Regions from separate parts of the Mus musculus genome. Here region 1 is linked to region 2. A link is a contact called in public HiChIP or PLAC-seq data. All regions are on one chromosome and are shown on one strand. The core of a region is the stretch at or near the end of the contact, and the rest is flanking DNA. Distances in the headings are between cores, read along the strand shown.

What was found. HiChIP or PLAC-seq counts read pairs in DNA pulled down with a chosen protein or histone mark.
Region 1: a contact with region 2 is called in a CTCF HiChIP or PLAC-seq map of the NIH/3T3 cell line, with 8 read pairs. The contact joins two enhancer-like sites. A contact is called at or near these places in 1 of 15 datasets of contacts at CTCF or cohesin (the NIH/3T3 cell line) and 2 of 484 Hi-C or Micro-C datasets (adipose-derived mesenchymal stem cells and nephron progenitors).

Annotation. Positions count from the first base shown.
Region 1 is chr17:62,674,375-62,680,801 of GRCm38.p6, reverse strand. The region is part of intron 1 of Efna5 (ephrin A5); the gene reads left to right. Among named protein-coding and RNA genes, the nearest start is that of Gm52303, 100 kb to the left of the region's middle. Within about 2 kb of position 4,206, at least 28 of the 459 cell types and tissues checked have an H3K27ac peak or open chromatin away from gene starts, as enhancers often do. A contact at or near this core is called in the NIH/3T3 cell line, where this site is marked.
Region 2 is chr17:62,521,413-62,528,863 of GRCm38.p6, reverse strand. No RefSeq gene overlaps it. Among named protein-coding and RNA genes, the nearest start is that of Gm25800, 68 kb to the right of the region's middle. Within about 2 kb of position 3,808, at least 5 of the 459 cell types and tissues checked have an H3K27ac peak or open chromatin away from gene starts, as enhancers often do. A contact at or near this core is called in the NIH/3T3 cell line, where this site is marked.

The DNA.
Region 1 (6,427 bases), core at 2,957-5,456, 150 kb before region 2:
CCCATAGGAGCCACAGCTTTCCTTGGGGGGGGGGGGATTGAAATTGATTAGCATCTCTGATGAGCCTTTAAGTTTCATGATCATGTTGGTATCATTTATTCTCCCTGTCCCCTTTTTATATCAGATATTGGAAGTAGGTCAGCTGTGTTCCAGTTTCATCTGGCACGTTTTGGATTACAAAGGGGATCAGTTTGTTCAAATTTGTTGCTTTATAAAAATAAAATAAAATAAAATAAAATAAAATAAAAGTAAAAGAGCTGATGTTTTCTCTAAGAGTGAGGCCCCACTCACCCAAGTTTTCAATAAATCAGTTACACTGATATGCTTGCTGTGTGACAGACTGCAACCAAACCTCATTATTCATACATGTCTGTGTGATGTTACTGAATCAATTTGTGCTGTCTCCATTTTGCACTCATGGATAGTTCACGGTCCCTTATGAGCAGAAATAGTCAGCAGGCAATAATAGAAGACACGAAGCAGAAATGGATGGGACCCATAATCCTTTGCTTCATGGTGCAAGATCCAATTCTTAAATTCATTTTTAGTGGTTTAAATAATCCCAGTCTCATCAACATGAGGACAGTGCCCACCAAACCCACAAAGCAGGTACTTTTCAGATCTGTTGATATTATTTAGCTTTTAACTTTCTGCAGATTGTTAATTAATCTGTACTTCTTGATTTTTTTAGGGCAGATCATTCCCTAATGTAATTACTAGTTGGTGCTAGTCCTCCTGTAATAGAGTAGACTGTGCTCGTTCTAGATACCTGTAGAAGCCAGGAAAGTTCAAACTGCACCCAAGTGCCTGAACATGGCAAGCTTTTAGAAACCTCAGACGATTGTGACCAATAAGTAGGCAAGCTCTGGAGAGGCTCCGATTTCCTGTGACACTTTCTCAGGGGGACAGCAGGCAGTGTGGGACCCACTGGGGGATTGGTATTAACAGACCCTCTGTAGTTGGGGCTGAGGTTTCTGCTCTTGGTGCCACTACTAGACAGCTCTGGACTGATCACTCTCCCTCCACTCTCTGTACCGATGATTTTCTGGAGGAAGGAAATACCAGCTCCCAGATCTTCAGCCTTCTCATTCATAGTGACCATGGAGGTAACGTTCTTAACTCTGTCCTGGGATTCAGGAATACAGTCTTCTCTAAGAGCTGCCATATTTGAATCTGGGAATCTTTTGGGAGTCCAACCTGTTAAGTGCCAGTTTTTCAGCTTTGTGACATCGGTGTATGATAAATGATCTTTAAGACCCTCTACTTTAACCTCAATTACTCCCCTCCCTTCCTTCCTCCCTCCCTCCCTCCCTCCTTCCTCTCTCTCTCTCTCTCTCTCTCTCTCTCTCTCCTTTTTTTCTTTCTGTATCCCAAGCAAAAAAAAGTTCTGTTATCTTAAAATAAAACTTTCTTAATTTCAAAGTAATATGAAAGGAGAAATATTTCTTAGGTCAAACAACAAAGAATTGTCAGGCATGCATTTGTGAAACAGCATATTTCACTGTCAACATAAAAAAAAAATTCAAGAATTATACTTAGAGATCCTTTGTAGAGAATCAAATGGAAAAGAGAAAGATCTTGAATGCATTCATTAAAATATCAGCAAAACTTGGAAGTTTACAAAGAAAGACTAAATTATCCTGGCTTTCCCTTGATACTATGATGGGTGATTAAAATTTCTATTGCATAAAAGGTAAGGCAGTAGAAAGCTGCCTCCTAAAACGCTCGTTCTTCCATAGAGCGACTCGATCACTTCAAAAAGTGTTTTAAGTTAATCTGTGAAGTAGAGGGGATTCTAGGCTTAGTGTCTCCTTAAATCTTTGCAAATAATTCATGATACGGATCCATATTAAGGTTTTCTAGCACTCATTTCTACATAACACAATCACCATCATACAAAGTGTTCCATTAGAGCTGAGACTTCCAATACATCTCAGAACACTTCAGTAATCCACTCTGTAGGCACTTGGACTCTCATCTCTGCCTTTACTTCTGTCTTGCTATCCACCCACCTAGAATGCCTCCACTAACTTCTGTCTAAAATTGAAGAAAGATAACTCCCGTGCAAATTCTGACTCCAGCAAATCTTTCCTTATCTCCAAGGCTATATAATCAGGGCACAACTTTCATACCTCAAAATGTGATTAGAATTCCATGGTTCTTCCTGCCCCTATGATGGGGCCGATATGTGGACACAAGAATTATACCCTGTTTGTCATGACTTCCTGACTATCCTGCATGATGCCTGACCCACAGTTAAAACTCAGCAAAGGCTTTTGAATAATCAGTCAAGTTATTCACTAAAAATAGCACTGAAATGCTAACTATAAAAAACGTAAGGTATGAGGGAGACAAACATAATAAAAATAACTTACCCTCATTGATCATTAAGTTTAGGTCTTAGCCTCCTGGCAGCTAATTATAATGATAAATACAATATATCCAAAGCAATGTCATTTATTTATATAGAACATCATGTGACTAGAACAGTGGTTCTCACCCTTCCTAATGCTGTGACCTAATGTACAGTTTCTCAAGCAGTATAATACAAATATCTAATATGCAGGATATTTGATGTGGGAACCCTGTGTGGGTCCCAACCCATAAGCTGAGAAACACTGGACTAATAGAAAGAAAGAAAAAAGTTAATGAGAACAAATTTCAGAATTTTTCTTCTCAATTACTTCACCTGCAAAAAAATGGGAATAACAGTTCCCATTCCATACTAAAGGATACAAAGGGAACACATTGTAATAAGTCACTATAATATATCTTATATCATATGTATTCCTGGGGCTCACAGAGGCCAGAAGAAGGCATCAGGTCCTAAAACTGGAGATACAGACAGCTGTGAGCCATCATGTGGGTGCTGGGAATTGAACCTGGGTCCTCTGCAAGAACAGCCAGTGTCATAAACCACTGAGTGATCTCCCCAGTCCCATTTGTTTGTTTGTTTGTTTGTTTGTTTGTTTTTCCCTGAAGACTTGAACTCTCTCCTACCTCCTTTTGGGCAGGAGAGGTGTTCTATCAACTGGCAATGACAAATCGGTGATGGAGAAGAAAGCCGTGAACGTTGTGTTTCTTTCAGCAGCTTTTGACATGTCAGGTTCTTACGTATTAAGCCTGTTAAAGGGTTCAGCTGTTGAGTGGGGCACTGAGAACATTGGATCTTTTGCTGTCTGTGGGGCCTGCCTATAAACAGGAAAAAAAAATCACATAAAGTTTGACCTTCAGAAGGGTCTTTCAGCCTAGAAATCCACAGGGAGCATGGGACACACGGTGTACCAGAGCTGAGCAACTGCTCTGAGTCAGAGGGAACGTCGGGGTCATATAAATCCTTGCGATGTCTTCTGCATAGATTAGCAGTATTTATCCTTGTAGGAATTTCTCCAAAATTCTTGCATGGCCATCTTGGACAGAGAGAGGCACATCACACCAGAAAAATCACTTTGGACAGGAGATGAGTTTTCCCTTACTCCCAGATCCACTCCCCACCAAGCAACAACGAGACAAAGTCCTTCTGTTGGGATGAATGTGGTTTGTTCTACTACGGGACATAACACCCCAACGAGTAACATAGTTGCAGCAGCCCTTGAATTCCAACATCTTTTCTTAAAATAGGATGCTTTTCAGTTCTCCAGAGGCTTGCAAGATCTGCAAGGATGCTGCTCTTGTGCTGGTGGCTACAGGAGCCACCTTTGACACCTTTATCTAGACGGAAAGCAGTGTAACTGAGGTTTCACATGTTACAACAAGCCTGCTTGGATTGATGATGGAACACAAGCAGCTGGCTTCTTCGAGAACTAATGTGCACTGCCCGGACATTACTGAACAATCATTACTTAACATCAGTTTCTTTCTTCAGTGCTTAAGCAAGTTTCTGCATGCTCACAGACAGGGGTGCAGAAATGGCTCGGAGCACGCTGGGAAAAAATATGCACGATACCCTTATTCATTTAGGTTAAATTAACTTTAGCTTGATGAGCATGGTACCTACACAACCCTTCCTTAGCCCTCCCTGTTAAATCGTTTTCAATTAAGGCCTCCAAGTCAGAGGAGTTAATATCTTTGACATTGCATTATGTCAGTCAAAGCTAAAAGTATGTTAATCAGATAGCAGATAAACAGGAAGCATTTCCTAATAGAGTAAGACTCTTTCTTTGCGGGAAGCATTCCAGAGCTGGTGTAGCTACACCCAGACAGGGAATCTGAGCATTAAAGTTATCGGAACATATACACTCATGCTGACTGGACCAAAGTTAGTTTTTTCTTATCATCACATGCTTTGTGATAAAAAAGAGTCATTCACTCCGAGTAAAGAGAATTATCCATTACCAACTCCCAACAACGACCTTAACGTCCAAGAAACAAACATTGGCCTGCTTTATGACAAGACTCTGTTTTCCTAGAGTGACAGAAGAGACATTAAAGACAGAGTGAAGAATTTTCCATTCCAATCAAACAAATACTTAGAGAATTTATTTGAAAATAAACATAAAAACACCCTTTTCAAGACTCAGGCAGTCTTTCTCGGCTAATGATTTTCAAAGAAAACTCTGGGCACATTTGAATACCAAATATCCATACTTCTATCCCCAGTGTGGCTGGTGAGTCACTCTTGATCCCACAAAGAATTTTAAAAATGTGCCAGCTTAAAGAGGTCAGAGGTCAAAACATGGAGGTGTTTCATGTGCCGTCCCCCTACCCCTTCCCCCTCTTATTAATAGACTGTTGACACGGATCTTCTGTGAATTCCTGAACTAACTAACCATATTCCTGTCTGAGTGAGCATCAGAGAAGCAAACGCTCAGATTTCAGGATGTAAAGTTTTGTTTAATTTCAGTCAATCATTTGTTGATGTCAAGTCTACCAGATGAAATGCATCCCCTTGAATGAGCCTTGAGATCTTTGGGTCTGTGCATATAAATCATCTCGCCGGCCTTGACACCACATCCAACAAGTATCCTTGACACTGACAGGGACCAGATGTGTAAGGCCATGGAAAAGACATTAGGTTTTGACATTAACTGACGGACAGCTACATTTGGAGGCACCATCTGAGGCTGGAGATTCTGTGCAGCCTGGCAGGTAGATGGAAATCTGTGTTTAATGTTATCGAATGCTTTAAACACTTCTCTGTGGATAGAACGCATCTCTGTTCCTGGACCTGAGTCTGAACTCTTCAGCCCCAGTACTCCAGTCCCTTGCTCTGCTGGTCTGATTCTTAAGTCACGTTAGGAAGACAGTTTAAGAAGCAGATATTAAATTTATGAAACATTGATGAAATTATTCTCACTCCGACAGATTCTTTCTTATCCTAGCCCCAAAGCCCAACTGTCTGTAATGAACTAAACACAGCGAATATATAAACAAAGAAGGATGTAGTTAATATTATTTGGAGGAGTAAAATATTACCCTTTTTTTGTGTGTGTTTTGCATGTTGGAATCTTTTCTCCCAAATTTTCACCTTTGAGAGACAAAGAATTCTGGAACATATAAATCTTAGAGCTTAAACATTATCACATGGGAATAGTAAAATAAAAGATTCTTAGTTCAAGCTCCTGAGATATGAAAGTCATTTCAACCCAGAGGTAAAGACAGCATCCTAAGTCAGGCCTTGGACATTGAACTTCGCTGGTTTTAACGCAGCACTATGGATAACTGGATGTTTAATTTTTTATTCCAAAAATAGAGATATGAGTTTAACATACTTTCTCTGACATTTTGATGGAAAGAAGGTAGAACAGGCTTATTTAGCAGCCATTAAACAATGTATTGTGTTTTTTAGTATAATGTACTTTAAAATAACTGCTCAGAAGTGAATCACAGTTTTTTGTTTTCCAGCGACGGTGAACAGATATGTTTTTACTTTTAGAGAACCTGAGTATTAGTATTTGCTTTATTTACGTTGCATAAACACAACTGAAAAGTAACAGAAGGAGGATGTCCATGCTGATTATAAGGAGGATAATTCGCTTTTGTTCCTATTGGTAACATGAATGTTTTAAGAGTGGGTTATCGGTGACCTTGCATCTCTCCGCTCTTCCCCCACCACCATTGGCATCTTTGCCTGAGGGCTGCTGAGAGCTGATTATTCTAATCAAACCCATCACAATCAGGGGAGACAATTAGCCAGGTTAGGTCTCTGCTGAGCTCACTTGTGGCCCTTAGCCTCAGATGGCCTTGAGCACTGCGGAATCATATCAACAAGTATGTCAATCATACCTTCCCCATTTCATCTACCTGAAGCTGGCTGGATCTGCCTTTCTCACCTCTGGAACTGCTTAAGTTTGTGCATGCTGGCTGGTTTTAAATTGAGACCACAAGGTATTGAAAATTTCAAAAGCAGAAACTTGGCCAGCAACATGGAGAGTGCCACTTAAAAATCACCTACTCAATAACTTTGAAACTCATGAAGTCAATTACC
Region 2 (7,451 bases), core at 2,559-5,058:
GACTTAGTTTTAGCTCTAGGCCTGAAGTGTGTTCAGATTACAGATAAGAAGACTCTGAGAAATTATTAAATCTCACTGCTTTAATTAAATGTTCCTCACCTAACTAATAGCAGCAGAAGAGGTGCGAACTTGAATCTACTCTACACTTCTTAGGTGCTAACATTGCCTGAATATGAAAATTAAGTACTAGTGGCTTTTCTCACTTAAAAAAACAAAGTCGAACAAATTAGAGGATGTATAGATGGGGAATCTCAGAGACACCACAAGGCTATTAAAACTACTCAAAGAGAGAGCTGTAATTATGTGAAAAAAAATCTTAATTTATAATTTAGGAGATTTTTCATTTGCAATGTTGAAGTCTCAGTCACATTGATTTTTCTTTCTAGCCCAGATATCCTTTAAATTGGTTGTCAGAGCTGGGTATTAATGAGATCATAGTCAGGGGTCTGTTCCTTTCCTTGCTGGCAGAGTGAGGTAAGTCAACACAGAGAACCTCCTCTGTGATCCTGCCTCTGCCTCTGCTTGCCTCAGAGTCCCACACCTTTGCCCCATTTACAAGGCAGGGCACTCACTCAACAGCCACTTAATACACTGAACCTAATGTGTAGAGTATAAGAAACATCATTAAAGCAGATTAACCCGGTGGATTGCAACACACAAGGACATTTAAAATGTGAGAAAACATTATTTGTCTCAGAATTGAGAAAACAAAGTTTGTAATGTATCCACTTGTATGAAAAGAAAATCACCAAGAAGCCTAAAATCTGTACTTTTCAGAGACATCTTTACAAATCTGTACTGAGATACGATTGACAAATAAATATTGAAGATAGTTAAGTACATGGTGTGAAGCTTTGATACAGGTCCGTTGCAAAATGTCTCATGCTAACTAATTAATATACCTTATATGCATTTCTTTAATGCGATGAGAAAACTTAAGTTCTATTCCTGGAAAATTTCAAATGCAGTGTAACATTGCCAACCATTGTCATCAGGCTGTGCATAAGGTCTGTAGAGTTTACACAACCCACATACCTAAATCTTTATTCACGCCCCTCTTACATGGCAATCTCTGCTGTACTTTCTGTTTCTGTGACTGAAGCATTTCTAGATTCCACATATTAATGAGAACAGGCAGTATTTGTTTGGCCTGCTGTGCATAGCACAATGTTTCAGGTTCATTCATGATGCTGTAAATGATGGAATTTCCTTCCTCTGGAAGGTAGTTCTGCTTGTCACCATATGATCAATGAGTCATGAATTTCCTTCTTTTAAAAGGCCAACTATGACTACAGCATGTGTGTGTTTGTGTGTGTGGTGTGTACATGTGTTCATATGTGTGTTATGTCTCATATTTCCTTAGATATCTATCCACAGACATATTAATCTATTAGCCACAGTTCCAGATGCTACAATGTACAATGGATTGAAAATAACTCTGAGATATTGCTTCCATTTCTTTTAGTATGTATCAAGACATAAAGTCAAAAGGATTAGAAGGCAAAGGCCATCTTTGGCTACATAGAGAATTTGAGACCAGCCTGAAATACATGAGATCTTGCCTCAAAAAAGAAAGTTGTATGACTGCAGGATGATATGGTAGTTTCGCTTTTTGTTTTTGAGACATTTTACCTACCGTTTTACACAATAGCTGTACAAATACATTCTCATCAACATTGTACAAGGTTCCTTTTAGCCTTGTCCTTACTAGTGATTGTTGTCTTTTGTCTTCTGGATAATATCCATTCAATCAAGTGTAAAGTGAGTTCCCATTGTAGTTTTGATGTGTGTTTGCTTAATAGCTGGAGCTATGGAGTACTGTTTCATCTTTAATACACACTGTGTTCGATATAAATCCCATTCTATGTACTTTGTAGTGTTTGCATGAAGCAATAAAACTACAGACATGTCTGTATATTTATATTATGCATATGTATTATATTTGCTATACCATAAACATATTCATTTGACATTTTATATCTATATTACTTTATCTGTAACTTTTGCTGTATTCATTTAATAGATCTCTACTGAGCACTAAGCACAGTATAGGTACAGTAAAATATTAATATGTCAACAGTAAGAAGCCAGACAAGGTCCTGTTTTTATGTACCACGAAGAGAAAGTAGTCAATGAATTAGGATAAATTACAGTAAGCAGTGTACAGGAACTAAATAGGATAATCAATGAATATATTCCTGGGAAGAAGAGTACCACAGTCTATTTTGATGCTGATCAGGGAAACCTCTTGGAGATGAGAGTTGAGCTAAGACCTTATTGATTGCATTAGCAGGTGACAGGAAGCAGTGGGCCAGAACCTTTTAGACTGAAGGAACAGAGCAGGTGTTTCGGGATAGAAAGGAAACTGGCACATTTGATCAAAAACTACAATGGCAACTGAAGACAAAGTGTCTGATGTTGGAGAGTGAAAACGATGTGATATGATGTGACATGAGCCCGGGAGGAGGAAGGACAGAGAAAGGAGCCTGTGAGCTATGATGAGGAGCCTTTATTTCATTGCATGATCAATAGGAAGCATTAGGAACTAAGTGGAATTCTAATGGGTTTTGCTTTACATTAAAACATTTCTTGATCTCTGACTGTTATGTGTCCTAAAAGGGGCTGGAATGGAGGTGGGAAAGGCCATCTAAGAGGTCATGGTGGGACATAACAGATGGAGCTCAGCAAGGATATGGACGGTGATGATGGATAGCAATGGCTGTTTGGAGACATTTGGAGACAGGTGACAGACCCTGGTGATGGATTATTTTGGGAGTGGAGAAACAATGAATCAAATACAAGTTCGACTTGATTGATAAAGTAAATGGCAACATTAATGTCTAATACAGGATAAAAATCGCCATTGGCAGAGGGGACAGAAAGTCAAGATTCGCATTTTGAGGGTGACATCTTTGAGAAAAGCCTATGACACACTTCAACAGAGACTGCAGTAGCCATAAAAACAAGATCAAGGACCCTGGTGATGTAAAACTGCTGGCGTACGTCACTTTTGAAAACGTGAGAAACTGAAGACATTCAGGTTAGAGTGACCTAGAATCACCTCTCAGGTTAACACTAGCAAAACACATCTGGCCTCTGAATTCTTATCTTTAACCAGAGACACCATCCACTACAGTTCAGTCCGAAGCATCATTCGATAGCAATAGAGAAGCATACAGTGAAACACATTTTAAAGATGTATTTTTTAAAAATGTATAACATAGAAGTATAAAATCATAGAGCAAAAGTTTCCTCTTTGCAATTGGAGCTGCTGTGTGCGGATCAAATCCAACATATACATACAGAGTGGCAAACAAAAATGAAAATTAATCCTAGCCTGGAAAATGTTCAGAAGTGTACGGCATGCAGAAAATAAGCTTTTTCTGAAATACTTTAGGTTGTGAGCTAGACAGAATATATCTTGTTATTTGGAGTTCTTATATGTGCATTGTGTTTTGTTGGCACTTAACTAGCTTCAGACTTACCTAAAAATGATAACCACAAGGCTCAGTGACTTGGTCTTGTTTATAATACCAAGTGTATGAAGTATTCCAGCTTATGCAATTGGGACATTTATTTATTCCATGCTATAAATGTACAGAAAGCTTTATAATAGATTAAATCATGCCAAAACTGTAAAAGAAGCCAAATATAATTTAGATTCCATGGGAAGCAAACCTTGGAACTTGATTTGTGCACAGCCTGTTTATTGGGAGTGAGGTTAGGAATGACACTTTTAATGGGTGGGGGCGGGGGGTGGTGACTCAGGCTGTATGCTGGGAGAAAATGAACAAAAGTATGGTTGCAACAGAGTCTTCGGCCAGTCTCTGTGGTGCCCTCCAATGGGAATGGCTCTTCTGAGGTGTCTTGAAAGGCAGCAAGGAGCTCATGTGTGATTTATTTATTTATTTTTCCTCCGGTGACTGGTGATTTAATTTGGGTGTAACTTTGGACAAACCTGGTTCTTGCAACTGAGGGCAGTCCTTGGGGAAGGACTTTGCTGTGGGCCTGCCAGCAGACAACACATTCAATAGTTTTGAAAGAAGGTGCTGCTCAAATCCACTTCTCTTATATATTAAATTTAAACCTTTGGGAATGAGTCCCCTAGAATTCCAATTGCTAAAGTGATGTCTGAAGGGTGAGTTACAGGTCTGCTCATAGTCTTTGGTCTCAGAGAATCAACTGGCATTCATTACCTCCCCTGTTTCCATCCATCCTGAACCCTCTGCCCCGGAGGCCTACCTCACTTGGTACATATCCGATGGGAGGTTCTACCTTCAAACCTTTTATCCTAAGGGTCTCCATGCTCATCTCAGGTTATACCCACTGGCCTTGTCTTTTGCTTTGTCTTTTAGAGAAATTGGGTTCCTAAGAAAATGACTCATTTCTTCATTAGATAGGTCCTTGGCTCAGAAAACCCATAGGAACTGAGCAGTAACTTACAGAGAAGAGAGAAACCCGCTGTCTGTTTTCACCCTCCATTCGAATTCCAGGCAAGAAGAGTTTCCATCCACAACAGAAACCAACACTGAGCATCTGGTATGGCACTATCTCCTGAAGAGGAAAACCATTCTCTGGTGCAGGACTATAATATTGAACCTCTTCTATCAATTCTATTGTGCTGCCCCTGTGGAAGAGGTGGATAGAATCTGGCTTGTCAGCAAGCAGTGTTTTATCTCTACTGGGGATCGGGCAATGGGGAGGCTGTAGTTTAATATTTGTTGTTGCCACCGTGTTGAGTTAGAAATTAACTAGCTGAGCATTAGTAAATGGGGAGCCAGGAATCGGGCTATCATATTTTCCATCTCTTCTAACATGGCTGTGCTCATGCCAGTATTTCTCCAGCACTGGCCATGGTTGATGGCGTAGGCTACATGACATCTTCTGTCCAAGACAACCTGTCTAGTGCTCTAATTAGTGTCTCTTTCAGAGTAGATCTCTCTGTGTATTGACAGATGATATGAAGAACTTCCAGACATCAAGCCTACTTTTGGATCTTCCCCTCCTCCTCTAATTGTCCTTTCCTTTCCTTTCCTTTCCTTTCCTTTCCTTTCCTTTCCTTTCCTTTCCTTTCCTTTCCTTTCCTTTCCTTTCCTTTCCTTTCCGATCTTCCTTCTGAATCCTCTCACACTAGTCCTGAAGTATTAGGGTTCCCTATAGGAAGAAGAAGAAGAAGAAGGAGGAGGGGGAGGGGGAGGGGGAGGGGGAGGGGGAGGGGGAGAGGGAGAGGGAGAGGGAGGGGGAGGAGAGTTATACATGGGATTTATTAGTCTGGCTTATAGGCTATGGTCGGGGACTCCAACAATGTTTATCTCCAGACAGAAAGGTTGAGAATGCAGGAGTTGTTAGGCTCATGAGGCTGGATGTCTCAGCCTTCCCAACCTGGCTCTGGAGTCTGGTAAGCTTCCTGGAGAACTGCTGGTCTGTAGTCTGTGTTAGAATCTGGCTTCAGCAACAGGGGAGAGAAACTTGCCAGTGACAATGAGGGCAGACACACAAGAGCAAAGACTTCTGTTTTCCATGTCCCATTATGAAGACAAGGAGATGTAACACAGGCTTAGTGTGTGTTTTCTCATATTAAATAATCTCATTATGAAAACTCTTCAATGGCTTGTGCAGAATAGGGTTTTAGTTGACTCTAAATGTAGCCAAGTTGACATCAAAGATTAGCCATCACATCTGCTATCATGCCTTTGGGTTTAGTTTTATCAACTTATGTTTTAGTTCATAGTCCTTGATTTCTGATTTTTTGCTCCGGCCAATTGTCTCTTCTGGAACTTTTCTGTGAAGGCACAGTAGGGCCTACCCCTGTCTTGACCCGGAATCTGTGAATATGATGTATAAATAGGAAAGAGACTACTGGTTTCCATCTATACTCTACTGTTTTCTGAATGTGGAGACCTGAAGTTTCTGGGATTGTCCACAGAATCAATGTAACCACAGTGGTCCTTATAGGACCAAGGACGTGAGTTAGTGAAGGGGGTACTATGATAGGTACAGGGGCAGAAGTAATGTCATTGCCAGCAGGTATCCGGAAGTGATGTCATTACCAGCAGGGAACCACAAGTATTTGACTTTCTTTTATAGTTTCTGTAAAGAATGCAGCTTTGCCCCACACCTTTATCATAGTAAAACCATTCCAGCCTTTTTGCTTTAGTTACTATAAAGACTTTGTGGTTGCTGTTGTTGGTTTTGTTTCTGTGTGTTCAGTGTGCACTTGATGTGTTTTGTGCATATGTATGAATGTGAGGCCAGAGGTTACTGTTGGTCAGCCTAAATTGCTCTGCACCTTATTGTTTGAGACAGGGCTTCTCACTGAACCTGGAGTTCAACAGTTCAGCTAGGTGGCCGGCCAATGAGCTGTAAAGCTCTGCCTATCTCTACCTGCCCAATGATGCAAATTACATAGTCTGGCCACGTATTTTCTGGGTGCCAGGGAATCTGAACTCAGATTCTTGTGTTTTCTTCGTGGCAGGTCTTTTATGGATGGAGTCATCTCCCTAGCCACAGGTTTTGTTGTTTAAGTCTCTAAATTAGTGGTAGTTTTATACGGCTTATGTTAGGAGGCTAACACACTCCATCCCATAGCCAACTGCTGTGACTACTTTCAGACTCAGCTTAGGGACAGCTCAGCTTTGGGAGACAGTCTTTTGTTTCATTGTGGATACAGTACACAGTGCTCACCCTGGTGGCCTCTGCTTATTCGATTTCTGTATACCTCCCCCCCCCCACCTCCCCAGGTACAGCAGTGTTTTGAGTCCTCAGAGTACACGGAGAAAATGATGGCCCCTAAGACTGGTGAATGGAAGAATCGGGGAGCAAAGGAATACATAAGACATCCTACAGCCAGGCTCTGTTGGCACTGAATGGGACATATTTCCACCCTCGGGCCTGGGTGAAAGATTCTGGACCTGCCTTTGTAGAGTGGTCCCCCTGACCTGACTTTTTCAACCATACTCCTGCTGCCTGGGTATGCACAGCTCTGTTTTGTGTTTTGAGGACTCAACGCTTGTTTGGGGACTGTGCAAAGACAACGGGGAGCGGTTCACGCATGTCATCTCAAGTGTAGAAACGGACAGAAGGACAGAAAGTTCAGAGGAGTACCAAGATCACACCCAGTAGGGTCCCTCACTCTTCAGCTTCACAAAGAGCATTGCAACCGTTTTTTTTCCCCCCCTCACTATTGCCCATCTGGGATGCCAGAGGTGTATTCAACATTGCCTGAAGCTGTCTACAGTCCATTGCGGTCCCCATCCTGCCTCAGCTTTTCTCCTCTGTTCTCTCCCCTATTCTATTTTTATAGCCTGAGATTGATCACCGACTCCCCTCAGGCCCTCCCTCTTGATTCTCCAGAGGCTGTTTGAGAAATTAAAAACAAATATCCAAAATCGACTTTTCCTCAAGGCTATGTGCTTGCCTCCGGCTAACTGAGGGGGGAAAGTCACAAGAAG